5 separate regions of the Sus scrofa genome follow, and all the other regions are linked to region 3. A link is a contact called in public HiChIP or PLAC-seq data. All regions are on one chromosome and are shown on one strand. The core of a region is the stretch at or near the end of the contact, and the rest is flanking DNA. Distances in the headings are between cores, read along the strand shown. Region 1 overlaps AFTPH (aftiphilin). Region 2 holds the start of AFTPH (aftiphilin). Region 3 has its middle 110 kb from the start of SLC1A4. Region 4 overlaps AFTPH (aftiphilin). Region 5 has its middle 88 kb from the start of AFTPH.

Region 1 (2,738 bases), core at 126-2,625, 300 kb before region 3:
AAGTACCATCATGATTTGGCATTTTCTTTTACACTAGGTGTCACTTCTGTAGTATACTTAATCCTTCCACAAGCTTTAACTTCATAGTTTGTATTCCTAATTGATATTTAAAGTAGTAAATTGAAAATATTTTACATGTATCTGAAATAAAGTTAGAAAAGTGGGAATAAATGCTATTGTAGGTTGCACTTGTAGACTAAATCTAGTGATACCCTGAAAATGTAAGTTAATCTAAATCCATCAAGTTTTAATTAATAAGAATACTCCAAAATGCCAGTGTTCTCAATGAAAATATTCTAGGGAATATGCAGACTTTGCTTGAAGGTACAGCAGTGTGCTATTCAGAAGTACATATATACATGCCATAGAACAGTATAAAAATGATATTTCTAAAAGATAGCAGATCATCAAAATGATAAATGAGGTATTGAATTTCGTAGTAAAAACTGAGGCATTCTTTCCTACTTTAGTTGTTCTGTTAGCAGCAGAGATTTTTTTTTTTTTTTTGTCTTTTTGCTATTTCTTTGGGCTGCTTCTGTGGCATATGGAGGTTTCCAGGCTAGGGGTCTAATCGGAGCTGTAGCCGCCAGCCTACGCCAGAGCCACAGCAACGCGGGATCCGAGCCGCATCTGCAACCTACACCACAGCTCACAGGCAATACTGGATCCTTAACCCACTGAGCAAGGGCAGGGACCGAACCCGCAACCTCATGGTTCCTAGTCGGATTTGTTAACCACTGCACCACGACGGGAACTCCAGCAGAGATATTTCTAAAAGTCTTTCAAAATTCAAATGTTTTTGTCCAGATTCTGTTCAACTATAATAGCATAATACATTTTGTAAGCATCCAGTCTTATTGTTCTAAATATATAGTATGTGAGTGGTAGTAAGAAACATCCCAGTGTGGCAAAAAGAATATGAATACTGTCTAGTTTATTTTGCTTTTTTCTTTTTTTGGTTTTTGGTTTTTGGTTTGTTTTTTTGTTTTGTTTTGTTTTGTTTTTTTTTTTTTGCTTTGGGCAAAACAGATTATTTGGGCAGATTATTTAAACTTTGAGATTGTACAATGGGATAGTAATTTCTTCTTTGTAGAATTTTTGGTGGATTAAGTAAGATAATGTTTATAAAGTGCCAAGCATAGTGCTTGACTTTTTTTTTTCTTTTTTTTTTTTTTTGGCTTTTTAGGGCCACACCCGTGGCATATGGAGGTTCCTAGGCTGGGGGTTGAATTGGAACTATAGCTGCCAGCCCTCCACCACAACCACAGCAACGCAGGATGAGCCACATCTGCAACCTACATCACAGCTCACTACAGCTCCAGATCCCCAACCCGCTGAGGGAGGCTAGGGGTCAAAGCTGCAACCTCATGGTTACTAGGTTGCCACATCTGCAACCTACATCACAGCTCACGACAGCTCCAGATCCCCAACCCGCTGAGGGAGGCTAGGGGTCAAAGCTGCAACCTCATGGTTACTAGTTGGATTCGTTCCACAACAGGAACTCTGTTTGGCATTTATTTGTCACCACTGTATTACCACAATTACTTAAAGCTGTTCTATGAGTGGTTATGCTTCTTTCACTTAGTGTTTTTTATATCTGACTGGTAGCTCCTCTGCCCCATAGTAGTGGACAAGGAGTGGGTATCTGGGGGTTTGTGTGTGTGTATGTGTTAATGACAAAGTTATGACATTATTTAAATTACAAAAGTGAAAATAAACTTTGTGTTTTGATGCAGACAGCTTTACTAAACCGCCTGGAGCGAATTTTTGAAGCATGTTTTCCTTCCATATTTGTCCCTGATACTGAAGAAGAAGTTACTTCCCTGAAGCACTTGCTAGAAACAAGCACCTTGCCAATAAAAACAAGAGAGGCCTTAGCTGAAAGTGGGTAAGTAGTAGGCACTTTTTAGATAGCATGTATATTTGTTGGTTTCAGCTGTTCTAATTTATAAGGTTATCTAAGGTTATCTTAAACCAGTAAGGTTCTAAAACATTATTGTGTTAAAAATCATAGTGCTAAAAAAAAAAAAAAAAGTTAAAAAAAACTCTCTACTTTTCTATTTTTGACCTTTTTGAAAAAATTCTAAGGAGTTCTCCTTGTGGCTCAGTGGGTTACAAACCCGACTAATAACCATGAGGATATGGGTTTAGTCGCTGGCCTCTCAGTGGGTTAAGGATCCAGCACTGCCGCGAGCCTTGGTGTAGGTCGAAGATGAGGCTCGGATCCTGCACTGCTATAGCTGTGGTGTTGGTCAGCAGGTGCAGCTCTGATTCAACCTCTAGCCTGAGAATTTACATATGCCACAGGTGTGGCTCTAAAAAGAAAAAAAAATTCTAAGTCAGTATTCTAATCAGTCAGTTTTACATATTATTTTTTGATTTCCTAGCATGATAGATGAGAATCTGGGTCTTACATCTGCTTTTCTCCTCCCTTTGTCTTTCCAGTATATCATAGTTTTTGGCTATGGTTTTTGTTATTTGTCATTTTCATTAGTATAATCATGTAAATAATGTTCATAGCTAAGCCACTATTTTCTTTATAGTACACCTTTTTCCTGGACTTAAAAATTGTATCTGTTTTGGAGTTGCCGTTGTGGTGCAGCGGAAACGAAACCAACTAGGAACCATGAGGTTGTGGGTTCAATCCCTGGTCTCATTCAGTGGTTAAGGATCTGGTGTTACCATGAGCTGTGGTGTAGGTTACAGATGCGGCTTGGATCCTGAGTTGCTGTGGCTGT
Region 2 (2,700 bases), core at 84-2,583, 350 kb before region 3:
AAAAATCATTTTTATATACAGAAAAAACTCATAAAATTAGACAAAGCCACAACACAAAATGTACATCAGCACAGTATTATTTGTAATTGTGGAAAATACCCACATATAGGATAATGGATAAATCACAGTATGTCTGCTCCATTGAATATTATGTATGCAATGAAAATCAAAGTTTTATGAAATGTTAAGTAATCAGGATGAAATGCTTACAACATAATATTAAGTGAAAAAAGGATACAAAATTGGCTTACATTATGATTACAACTTTGTAAAAAGTCTGCACAGGAGAAAAAACTAAGATTTAATTTTTCTTTTCTTGATACAAAATCTTAAGTAATGTAGTTAAGGTCGTATTTTTTAAAAGTAAAGAAAAACAATACTACCACTGGATCCAAATGCAATGAATTTTAATAAGTATTTTCCCCCAGATTCATCATCTTAAAAACTTTCAGAGATGCTTTCTTTTTGTAGTACCATTTCATAAGCATTGGAATGCTGTCTTCAGAATTATGTGTAAGATTACAAATTACAAGTTGGGTGGTTGCTGACCAAAGAGTGACTTAATGACTCAACTTCATAAATTTCTGAATTGTTGTCCTTAAGTGAATAAAATAGGCTTCTGCAGTTACCTGAAAAAAAAAAAACACTTTTTAATCATGTTATGCATAAAATTAGGGGAATATTATTCTGAAAGCACAGTTTTTTTTAATGTTTTTATGTTTAAATTTATTATTTCAGTTTTAACATATTCTCGATGTAGGGTCTGCCTTAGGATTTTGTCATATGTTCTTATTCTGATATGTCTGTTTAGTAGAGCTATCAAATTAGGACAAGCATGTGTTCCTCTAAAATCAATTTACTTCCAGTGTACACACACACACACACACACACACACACACTTTTGTTTCTTTCCTTCCTGGTCAAAATAAACATTTATAGCGATATATTTATAAGCTTATATTTATAAATACAATATTTAAGGTTTATATTTTTAAGCTTGCAATGAGCCAAGCCAGCAGGGGGCGAAATACAATAAGAATAAATTTGACAAGCCATATAGATATTTTTCTTGCTTTAGTGACTGAGCAATAACAAAAAATCCAGCACCGCCACAAAGCAATTGGTATTCTAATTTTAAGTGCTGCAGTCTGCGTATATCTTACAGCGATTGAGTTGTATAGAGACAAAAGCAGGTCTATTTCAGTGCTCCAAGTTAATTTGTCTAGAACATTGCAGAGGCGGGATAAACTGTGATGAACTGCTTTTGTCCCTATCTTCCCCTGATTTGTATAATTCCTCCACTCAAAGAAGGTGGACGCTTCTCTGTGGCTGAGAGGGTGTTTTCTATCCTTGTTTTCTTTGCGTAACTGCTGAGCTTTGCTGTATTGGAATTGTTTTAAATTATTCAAATTGCTGGTGTAGGTTTGGCAAAAGTGAGCAGAATAAGCACTTCGGAAGGGCTCATGATTGCGGGATAGGACCTCGGCCTCATCATTCCCGATGGTAACAATAATCTGTGCAGCCTTGCAGTCTTGTTTTTACAGTGGCCGGAATTCTAACAGAAATTCGTTATAGATGAAAGGGAAAGGTTATAAAAAATGCAAATGATCAAGACTGATGATGGAAAAATGTTACGACCTCTGTTAAAGAAATGCGGGAGTTGATTGATTTCTTTATAGTTTCATCGAATAGTCTCTCGCAGCATCTATGAAAAACGACCACCGTCTCTATCCGTTAGCAAAATCCTCCAATTTTATTTGTTTTTGTTGGTCTCAAAGACGATTTGTCAGTTCGGCGGCTGCTTTTCCTCTTGCTTCTCATTTTGATTTACCTCTTCTTTGTTATACATCAGCTTCCTTTTCTGTCAGCTTAAATTAAAAAGAGGAAGGAACTCTGAACGAAAAAGTCGTTTTTCGGGGCGAAAAGGGCAAGCTGATAAGTGCTCTCCAGCAGATTTTGGTGAAGAAAATAAAGTTCCGTATTTTAAAACCCTCGCAATTTTCCTTGCAGAGCAAGAGACTTAACTCGGTCCTGAGCTGAACGTTGACTTTTAGCCGGCTAAGGAGCACCTGTCCCTCGCCGGGAGCGCAGCCTTAGGAGCGGCGGAGTGCAGGAGGGCGTCTTTCCCCCCACCCACCTCGATGACTCACAAGGAAGTCAAGGAAAAGGGCAGCTTGCCCGCACCCAAAATGGCGGCCGGCGCTCTGCTCGACGGCGCCTGCGCAGGGGTAAGCGTTCTGTGACACTGATTCCCCCCAAGTGTTCTCCCCCCAACCCCCCAGTACCCACCAGCGCCCGGCCCCGACCTAGCCACCTGCGCCCGGAAGTGACGTGTCGGCGGCAGCGGTTCCCCCGCTGCATGATGGGAGAGTGTGTGGAGTGGGCGGGGGGTCTCCGCGGAGGAGGAGGTGGAGGCGGCGGCGGCGGCGGAAGAGGGCGGAGGGTAATGGGATGGGGGTCTCGCGGCAGCGCTGAAACTCCGGGTGGGCGTCCATGGCGCTGCTTCGATGACAGGGCTGTGAGCAGCCTGCCTTCCGCTTTCACCAGCTCCGCGTCGGAATAGCCGGTCCTTCCCCGGGGAGCTAGTTCCTCCCCGGGCCCCTGAGCCATGCCCATCGCAGCCGCCCCGGACGAGCCAGGTAAGCGCCACCGCTCCGCTCCCCCATCGCGCGGGGGAAAGAGGATGGGGAAGCCGGCCCA
Region 3 (2,700 bases), core at 153-2,652:
CAGAGGGCCTGAAGGGGTGCTGGGCCCTGGAGTCCAAGTTCCAGGGGAAAAGAGAGCAGTTTACCATGTGACACTGTGCCCCAGCAAGGGGCCTGAGGGTTGGATGCCCAGTATGGAGAAAGGGTGTGAGCCAAGGCTGCAGGTTCCGGGAGCCAACTTGAGAGCCTGTTTAGGACTTGGACATACAAGTGTAGAACTCAGGTGCCCCCATATGCCCTCATCATCATAGGTGACCCATGCCCTGCCTTGGTGTGAGAAAGCTGTGATTGTTAAAATAATGCATCCTTGAAGTTCTCATTGTGGTTCATCGGTTACGAACCTGACATAGTGTCCATGAGGATGAGTGTTTGATCCCTGGCGTAGCTCAGTGGGTTAAGGATCTGGCATTGCTGCAAACTGTGGCGTAGGTTGCAGATGCTGTTTGGATCTGGCATCGCTGTGGCTGTGGCATAGGCCAGCAGCTGTGGCTCCAATTTGACCCCTAGCCTGGGAACTTGCATATACCACAGGTGTGGCTGTAAAAAGAAAAAAAAAAAGTAATGCATCCTTGACAAAACTTCCTTTCTCTTCGTTCAGACTATAATGTATTTCCCGAGCTCTCCTTTGTTTTTGTTTTTGTTTTAAAGGTACCAGGATCAAAAATATACAGGTAAATACTTGAGTATTTGTAGCTTGTGTTCAGTAACTGGCAGGAGTGTAGAGAAGGAAAAAGGCATTGTTACTGAGGGTTTGCGCTTGACACTTCTTCCACTCTAGTACACGTACAGGAGATAAAGTAGGTAGTTGGAAGGATGCCCTGCCTGTGCTCCATCCTTCCAGCCCAGCATATATTTCCCGGCTCTCTTCCCCCAAGGTTGCTGAACCCCCCCCCCCCCCCAGCTGACTTCTGCCTTGGGAGTGAGGAGCTGCAGGGAATGTCCAGACTGGGGTGTATTGGTAAGTTGTGTTAGGCTTTTCCTTTGAACCCAGGCTATTCCCTGGACGGTGGGCGGAACCCAATAGTGGAGCTGCAGTTCTCCTCTGGGGCCGCGAGGGTAGTTGACAGGTCCCAATGACTGGATTTTGGCTGTCCTCTGGCTAATACAAGAGGACGTGCACACCCTTCGCCCAGTTGGGTCCTTACACCACCCCACTCCGAGGTGGACAGGGACCACCTCGCATAAGGAAATCGAGGCTCAGAGATTCCACGACTGCCCCCTTTCAGCCAGTTAAAGACCCCGCAAACGCAAGCGTCCTGTCTCCCGGGCTGAGGATCCGTCCTGACTTGGCCCTCTGGGTGTCGCGTTCTGCACGGCTCATCTGCGCCGCTCATCAGTCCCCTGGCACAGCCTTGGCTTCCCCCGCTCGGGAGAGAGAGCGGGTGTTTCTGGGCTGGGCCGGGCGGCACAGCACGCAGGGCACGGAGAGCACAGGCTGGGAGCTGGAGCCGAGGGCGGGCTCGCAGCCGGGCTGGCCTTCGCTCCGGGTGCCCCAGCTCCCGCCCGCGGGGTGGCGCCGGGAGGGCCCCGCGGCTCCCGGCGGAGGCTCGGGCCACCGCCATTGGACGCTGAGCCCCGGGTCGGGAGGGGGCGCGGGCCCAGGCGTCAGGTTACTCTGCCCAAGCGGCCGTGGGGGAGGGGCGGCTGCGGCAGCTGGCCAGGGGGTGTGGGGGCGGGGGCCTCGGGCGGAAGGACCCCCCTCCCCCCAGGACAGGCCCCATTCTTGGCCTTAAAGGGAAACCATGACCGCGCTTGTATCCAACTCCTGTAACAAACATTTGTGAAAACTCATTACGTGTCAGGTGCTGTGCTGGACTTGGGTGCGTGTAAAGTGGCATTGCTGGGGTTCTGCCCAAACTTGCCTCTAACTGAGGAAATAAATCCACACGGAAGAAGAACGCTGAAGACACCAGGAAGTAGATGATAAGGCCTGAGAAAACATGAGTAACCAAAAGTTATACGGGTTCCTGGAAAAGGAAGTCTCTCTCCTCCCCCATCCTCGGCGTAATCTGGAAAGCTGCCGCAAAGAGGCCAGGTGTGGCTGCCTTGGCACCTCCCCCAGGGAAGGGGGACCTGCCAATGGTGAGGGAGAGCCATCCCATCATGCCTCGCAGCCACTGGCCTCAGAACCATCCCCTTCTGACGCTGTCGAATGTCCCCTACCCACTCCCACTGCAGCCTGCAAGCCTGCCCTGTCTTCCCAAGAGCTCCCACTGCCTCTAGTCTCCATCTGCTCCAAGGCTAAAGCCTTCCTCCTGAAGGCTGGTCTGGCCCTCGAGGACACTGCCGGTCCACAGCCCTCTTCAACGAAGTTCTTTTCTCCTCAGGCCATGCTTTAGGACTGGAGATGACTCCTCACTCACCAGTGAAGCTTCCAATCTGCTGCTTCGCCATCTCCCTTCAAAAACCCAGCTCCGGAGTTCCCGTCGTGGCGCAGTGGTTAACGAATCCAACTAGGAACCATGAGGTTGCAGGTTCGATCCCTGGCCACGCTCAGTGGGTTAAGGATCTGGCATTGCCGTGAGCTGTGGTGTAGGTTGCAGACACGGCTCAGATCCTGAGTTGCTGTGGCTCTGGTGTAGACCAGCAGCTACAGCTCTGATTTGACCCCTAGCCTGGGAACCTCCATATGCCATGGGAGCAGCCCTAGAAAAGGCAAAAAGACAAAAACAAAAAAAACCCCAGCTCCTTGGAGTTTTCTGGTGGCTCAGCTGGTTTAAGA
Region 4 (2,700 bases), core at 18-2,517, 330 kb before region 3:
GCAACCTACACCACAGCTCATGGCGACGCCGGATCCTTAACCCACTGAGCAAGGCCCCGCAACCTCACGGTTCCTAGTCAGATTCGTTAACCACTGCGCCACGACGGGAACTCCTGATATTACTTTTATGTAACACACACACAAACTCTCATGAGCACTATTTTGGAATGTGTCTACATTTGATTTCTGATATACAGACCTTTTGTTTTAAGATAATTTACCCCAAGAATGCCATTATATGCTATTGTCTGTGGATAGTTTATGACTTTTTAAAACTGATTCATTGTCTGGTTTCCTTCTGTTTCTTCACATGTCTCTAGGTCATCTTCTCAATTGATGGGTGGTCAGGGAACAAATTAAAGTAAAACTAATAGTACATGGGAAAGATAAAATTTGCGAGGTAAATCTGCTGTTACATAGGTCATATTTTAAGGCCAAATTTGTGGGTTTCAGATTATCTAGGACATTGCTTTCTTTCTCATTAGTTCAGATAATAATTGAATTCTAACTGCATTTGGTTTATAACTTTTGCTTTCTTTCTCATTAGCTCAGATAATAATTGAATTCTAACTGCATTTGGTTTATAACTTTTGCTAGATGCTTTTTTCTCTAAAAAGTGGATTGTTCTCATGGTAGGCATTTATGAGAGAGCAACACTGTCAGGAAAAGGGCAACTACCAAGAGTTTGACAAGGTGTATACATATTTTAGTTACAGACTAAAATGGTATCTGTAGTTTTGAAAGCCCACAAAGTAGGGTTTGGGGGTTTTTTTGGTTTGTTTTTCCCAGAATACCTTGGGCTTTTGAGGTTTAACTCAGCAGTCTTGACCAGAATGCTAATTTAAAACTTTACAGCTGATTACAAAATCTGTGGGAAAATTTACTTGAAGTAGTAAAGAAAGTTTCTGGGAACAGAGAACCAAGAGAAAGGGAAATGAGTTAGCTGTCCAGAGTAGTGTCACACTCTGGTGACACCAGCTGACACCTCCACATATGCTGAGAAACTGCCTCAAATTGAGGCAGATATTTATGTTAGCCGGTCTGTTAAAAATACATGAACAAATGTCCTTTGGCTTTTTTCCCCCAGCTGCATGTAAGTACTGCCCCTCTCCACATGCTCCTTCCTCAGACAGGTTGCAGCACAGGTGATTGGATTTATTTTCTTTCACCTGTGTCATATTTCAGGTCAGCCTCTCTCAGATCACACTTCCTTGCCTTGATTGAACTTAGATATTTCCTAACTTATTTGGGGAAACACGAGGAGACCAGAGCTAGGGTTGTAAGAAATCCAGCAGGGGCATGGAGGAGGAAGCAGCTCAAGAGGGGTCAGTGGACCAAATGCCCCAACAGGAACAAAGGTAGTTTATTCAGTTCTTACTGTGAGCCAGCTGCTGAGGATACAGTGGTCAACAACAGAGGCCTGTGCCTGCACAACCTTTCTAGTCTTTTGAGTTCAAGGAGAGTAACTCTAGCAAGAGCAGTTTCAGTAGATGGTAGGGTGGAAGCCAGATTGTGCTGGGCTGAGGAGTGAGTGGGAGGTTAGGAAGAAGAGATAGTGCATAGACAGGGCCCTTTCGAGAAGCTTGCTGGTGAGGAGGAGGAAAGCTAAAAGGGCACAGAAGGGAGGGTTTTGTTTTGTTTTGCTCTGATTTGTTTGAGGATGGAAGATTCTTGAACGTTTACAGGCTGATGAGACAGCATCGGTGGAGTAATGGAGAAATTCACAAGAGCCCCCCTGAGCAAGCAGTTGAGAAAGAAAACAGAAAGTCCAGGGGTTATCTGTAGACAGTACTTGTGGATGTAAGCAAGATTTCAGTGAAGGAGCATGAAATTGAAGTAGTTTCTGCTTTTAGATTCTATTTTCAATGTAGAGTTTCAGGGATATTAGAGTGGAAAATTTAGAGTGGCTAATTTATTCTGCAGCTGTGTAAGAGCAGAGGGTACTAAGGAGTAAAAATGGTTTTCTGAAGGCTAATGCATATGCCCTCATTGCTGCTTCTGTTTTGCTGCCTTTGTTATCAGCAATTATCTAGTGTCATTTATTCAATTTCAAGTTGAAGTACTTTTGGGGAAAAATAGCTGGGAAACTCACATATAGTCAGTTGATATGGCAAGTTAAAGCTAAAACAGTTTCTAATGTTTTTATTTATCGTATTTAGTTTTTGCGGTGAAACCATACAAATACAGGTAAAATACGGTATGAATTTGTGTAGAAGCTTAAAATATACAGTGAAAGAAAAGCGCTTAGGAATTTTTGAAAACCAGCTTCTATAAAATGATAATTCTTATTGCTGATTAGTAACATTCGATGAACAGTGAGTGTGTGTTGCTGCTTACATTGTCATTTACCTTATGTATAGGACATTTCTAATTTTGTGATTCATCTTTACATTGAAACCAGGGAAGACAGATAATTGGGTTGTCACTTGGGCAGTCTGGCTTTTTGAGGGTGATCAACTTAGGCATACAGATATTTTCCTGCTTATTTTAATTGTTTACCACATTTTTACCACTGTGTACATTAATATTGAAACGAGAGTCACTTCTTGGCATTTTTGTTGGTTTTACTTTCTTCATCTTAGCTTGTAAGCATCTTTTTCTCCTTCTAAATTATTGTGGAAGTTTCAGAAACCTTTTCCTGAACAATCCAGAAACCTTTGAAGGAAGATTCTTGTAATTCTAATATTTGCTGTCAATTAT
Region 5 (2,700 bases), core at 52-2,551, 260 kb before region 3:
TCATCAGTCCAAGGCAGTGGAGGTGTTTGTATTTTGGAACCATTACCAATAAGTGGGCTCCCCACGCCCTGCACAGGCTCAGGTCCAGAAGAGCCTCTCCACAGCCCTGAGCCTGGTGAAGCCTTGGGCCTCTGGCAGACCTTTCTTAAATGTTCTGTGTGGTTTGCTGAGGATTCCCCTGCTTTAAATTTTTGAAGAAAAGTTGCAGGCAGACTTTTAAGTTGTTAAGCTTGGGAGCTGGCACCAAAGAGTCTTATCACATTCAGAATGTAACAGCATCCCTGTCTTTCCTACTACTTTTTAACTTTTATTTAGACTCTGTGAGCCAAACATGCATATAAAATACTATCTATATCTATATATCATATAGGTATATGTATCTTTAAGCTACTGGGAGAGGCGTTTCTGCCACTTGCAACCAGACTGTCTTACACACTTCTCCGAACCATCTGGACATTTTGTGGGAGCTTTGCTTCCTGCAGAGGGGGGCAGGGGTGGCCTTTGGGTTAATGTGTTGGAAGCTGCCACTGAGCTTATAAATTAAGAACTAGCATCTTTGAACTCACTGAGTAAATCTATAGGAAGATGGAGTTAAGTTGAAAATAAAGTCATTTCCACACAGTCTTGGAAGCACATGTGTGCAGTCTCAAATCTAAACGCTATTTGACTTTCTGCTCATGAGCTCTCAGCTCAGTGGCAGCCGCGCCCCTGGACCCGGCTGCCCAAGGTCCAGCAGGGCCTGTGCTGCAGGGACGGGGCCAAGCAAGGCTTGAACCTCCAGTGTAAGGTACAGTCACAGCTGTCGCCTGCCCAGCTGGATTTTCCAGTCCAACCTGCGTGTTCCTTCCTGTTCCTTCTCTCATCCCCCAGCAAACCAGGCTGCAAACTAGGCAAGATAGTGAGGGGATTCCCGTGGGGGCCTTTCCTGATGTAGGGACTCTGCCAGCCCCACTCTTGGAGGCCAGGATGAGGGAGTGGAGCTGGCAAAGGTGCCTGAGAGGCCCCCTCCACCTTCTCTCTTCCTTCCCTCCAGCACCTCGCAGCCCCTGCCTGCCCACACCCCTGTTACCCCTCGCACCCGGACCCCATTCCACTATCTGTCTCTCACCGGTCAGTGTGGGCAATCCTAGCTCTCTAGAGCTGGAAGGAAGCTCAGCAACCATCTCCAATGCAGTTGCTTTACAGAAGGAGAAACTGAGGCCAGTGAGGCGAGGTGAGCTGTTAAAGGCCACGTGGCTGTGAGGAGCTGCCCTGGGCATAGAATCTAAGGCTCTTGACAGAGGCCCACGGTCTTGCGGGGGTGGGGTGGGGTGCCTGTGGGTCTCTCTCTGTCTCTCTCTCGCTTCCCTCCCCTCCCCCTTGGGCTGGGAGGAGAGCCCAGCGCTAGCGACAGGCAGCCGTAGAGAAGGAAGTGTTTGAGAGCCAGGGACCCAGCCAGTCTGGACATTCAGAAGGGACGCTCCAGTCCATCCCCCGTGGCGCCTTTGTCTCCCTTCCGGGCAGTGGGCACAGAGGCTGGGGAAGCCGTGCCGGGCCGCCCGCGCCCTGGGTGGCCCGTGGGGCCTTCTGCCCGCCGCCGCCGCCGAGGCGCCCGCCGCCCCGTGTCACCCGGCCCCAGTCGTCGCGCCGCCGCCCGCGGTTCCGGCCTCCGCCGCTTCCTTCTCGGGTAGGGCCTGGCGTCCGCGCCCTCCGCCCCGAGGTCTGACCCCGGCCCTCCTCCCTGGGGCGCGCCCCTGGGTCCTCCCTCGGAGCTCCCCGGCCGAGTGTCCTCTAAAAGCGGCCCTGGGACCAGCAGCAGCAGCAGCAGCCCCCGCACTTGAACTTAGAAGTGCAGGCTCTCGGGCCAGCGGTGGATCTCCGGACCCAGCAAGCTAGGTTCACAGGCCCTCCCCGGGGTTCGCGAAGTTTGAGAACCGCGGCTCTGGAGCACCGACACCCCCGTCCAGCTCGGCAGGAGGCCAGACTGAGCTCCCTGAGGACGCCGATCCTGCCTCGGTTCCCTCAATTAGCGGGCTGTTCTGGGCAGTCCTTGGCCTCTGCTGAGTATTGGCCTGGTGAGGGGGGCTGGCGGGAGGCTCTTTCCTACAGTCAGCCCTGGGATTCTTTAATAAAAAGTAGCTTTCTTCAATGATGACCAGGAGTGACTTGGAAATTGACACAAATTACCTCAAAGACTTGATCCACTTAGCATCTCTTTAGATTAAATCCCAAATTGTTTACAACGGAGCTGGAAAAGCACTCTGGCCGCATTGTCAATGGCCTCTGAGGGGTTTCCAGCACCTGGTGGGGCTCATATATCCAGTCCTCTCATAGAGAACCGCAGGCCATTGCGCTATGGATGTCATTTATAGGCTGATTTGAAAATCTGTCCAAGAAAATGTTGGATACTTTTGAAGATGCTGATCGAAAGGTTCACGAAAGGTTGTTCCCATTTCATAGAAAGAGACAATTTCCCTGACCTAAAAATGTGGGAAAAGATGTAGCCATGATATTTTGTCTTTTTTCCCCAGAATATTCTGTAATATTTTTACATAATGTCCTCAGTAAAATTAAAAACATGCATAACTTGGAGTTCCCATTGTGGCTCAGTGGTAATGATCCCCGCTAGTATTCATGAGGATGTGAGTTCGATCCCTGGCCTTGTTCAGTGGGTTAAGGATCCGGCGTTGCCATGAGCTGTGGTGTAAGTCACAGACAAGG

The links. HiChIP or PLAC-seq counts read pairs in DNA pulled down with a chosen protein or histone mark.
Region 1: a contact with region 3 is called in an H3K27ac HiChIP or PLAC-seq map of alveolar macrophages. The contact joins two enhancer-like sites. A contact is called at or near these places in 9 of 47 Hi-C or Micro-C datasets (embryonic fibroblasts, fetal skeletal muscle, liver and 4 more) and 2 of 2 datasets of contacts at active chromatin or transcription factors (alveolar macrophages and skeletal muscle).
Region 2: a contact with region 3 is called in an H3K27ac HiChIP or PLAC-seq map of skeletal muscle. The contact joins the promoter of AFTPH here to the enhancer-like site in region 3. A contact is called at or near these places in 5 of 5 promoter capture datasets (fetal liver, fetal skeletal muscle, liver and 1 more), 26 of 47 Hi-C or Micro-C datasets (alveolar macrophages, blood, brain and 13 more) and 2 of 2 datasets of contacts at active chromatin or transcription factors (alveolar macrophages and skeletal muscle).
Region 4: a contact with region 3 is called in an H3K27ac HiChIP or PLAC-seq map of alveolar macrophages. The contact joins two enhancer-like sites. A contact is called at or near these places in 4 of 47 Hi-C or Micro-C datasets (mesenteric adipose tissue, psoas muscle and skeletal muscle) and 1 of 2 datasets of contacts at active chromatin or transcription factors (alveolar macrophages).
Region 5: an H3K27ac HiChIP or PLAC-seq map of alveolar macrophages shows a contact between it and region 3. The contact joins two enhancer-like sites. A contact is called at or near these places in 2 of 5 promoter capture datasets (fetal liver and liver), 2 of 47 Hi-C or Micro-C datasets (embryonic fibroblasts and subcutaneous adipose tissue) and 2 of 2 datasets of contacts at active chromatin or transcription factors (alveolar macrophages and skeletal muscle).

What each region holds. Positions count from the first base shown.
Region 1 is chr3:77,377,403-77,380,140 of Sscrofa11.1, reverse strand. It overlaps AFTPH (aftiphilin), which reads left to right. Exons shown (of 10, transcript XM_021087452.1): 3 at 1,737-1,888. Among named protein-coding and RNA genes, the nearest start is that of AFTPH, 44 kb to the left of the region's middle. Within about 2 kb of position 1,375, at least 1 of the 83 cell types and tissues checked has an H3K27ac peak or open chromatin away from gene starts, as enhancers often do. A contact at or near this core is called in alveolar macrophages, where this site is marked.
Region 2 is chr3:77,421,487-77,424,186 of Sscrofa11.1, reverse strand. It overlaps AFTPH (aftiphilin), which reads left to right and starts at 1,333. Exons shown (of 10, transcript XM_021087452.1): 1 at 1,333-2,228.
Region 3 is chr3:77,076,228-77,078,927 of Sscrofa11.1, reverse strand. No RefSeq gene overlaps it. Among named protein-coding and RNA genes, the nearest start is that of SLC1A4, 110 kb to the right of the region's middle. Within about 2 kb of position 1,402, at least 58 of the 83 cell types and tissues checked have an H3K27ac peak or open chromatin away from gene starts, as enhancers often do. A contact at or near this core is called in alveolar macrophages, brain, fetal liver and 6 more, where this site is marked.
Region 4 is chr3:77,402,013-77,404,712 of Sscrofa11.1, reverse strand. All of the region lies in intron 1 of AFTPH (aftiphilin), which reads left to right. Among named protein-coding and RNA genes, the nearest start is that of AFTPH, 19 kb to the left of the region's middle. Within about 2 kb of position 1,267, at least 23 of the 83 cell types and tissues checked have an H3K27ac peak or open chromatin away from gene starts, as enhancers often do. A contact at or near this core is called in alveolar macrophages, mesenteric adipose tissue and skeletal muscle, where this site is marked.
Region 5 is chr3:77,333,077-77,335,776 of Sscrofa11.1, reverse strand. No RefSeq gene overlaps it. Among named protein-coding and RNA genes, the nearest start is that of AFTPH, 88 kb to the left of the region's middle. Within about 2 kb of position 1,301, at least 52 of the 83 cell types and tissues checked have an H3K27ac peak or open chromatin away from gene starts, as enhancers often do. A contact at or near this core is called in alveolar macrophages, fetal liver, liver and 2 more, where this site is marked.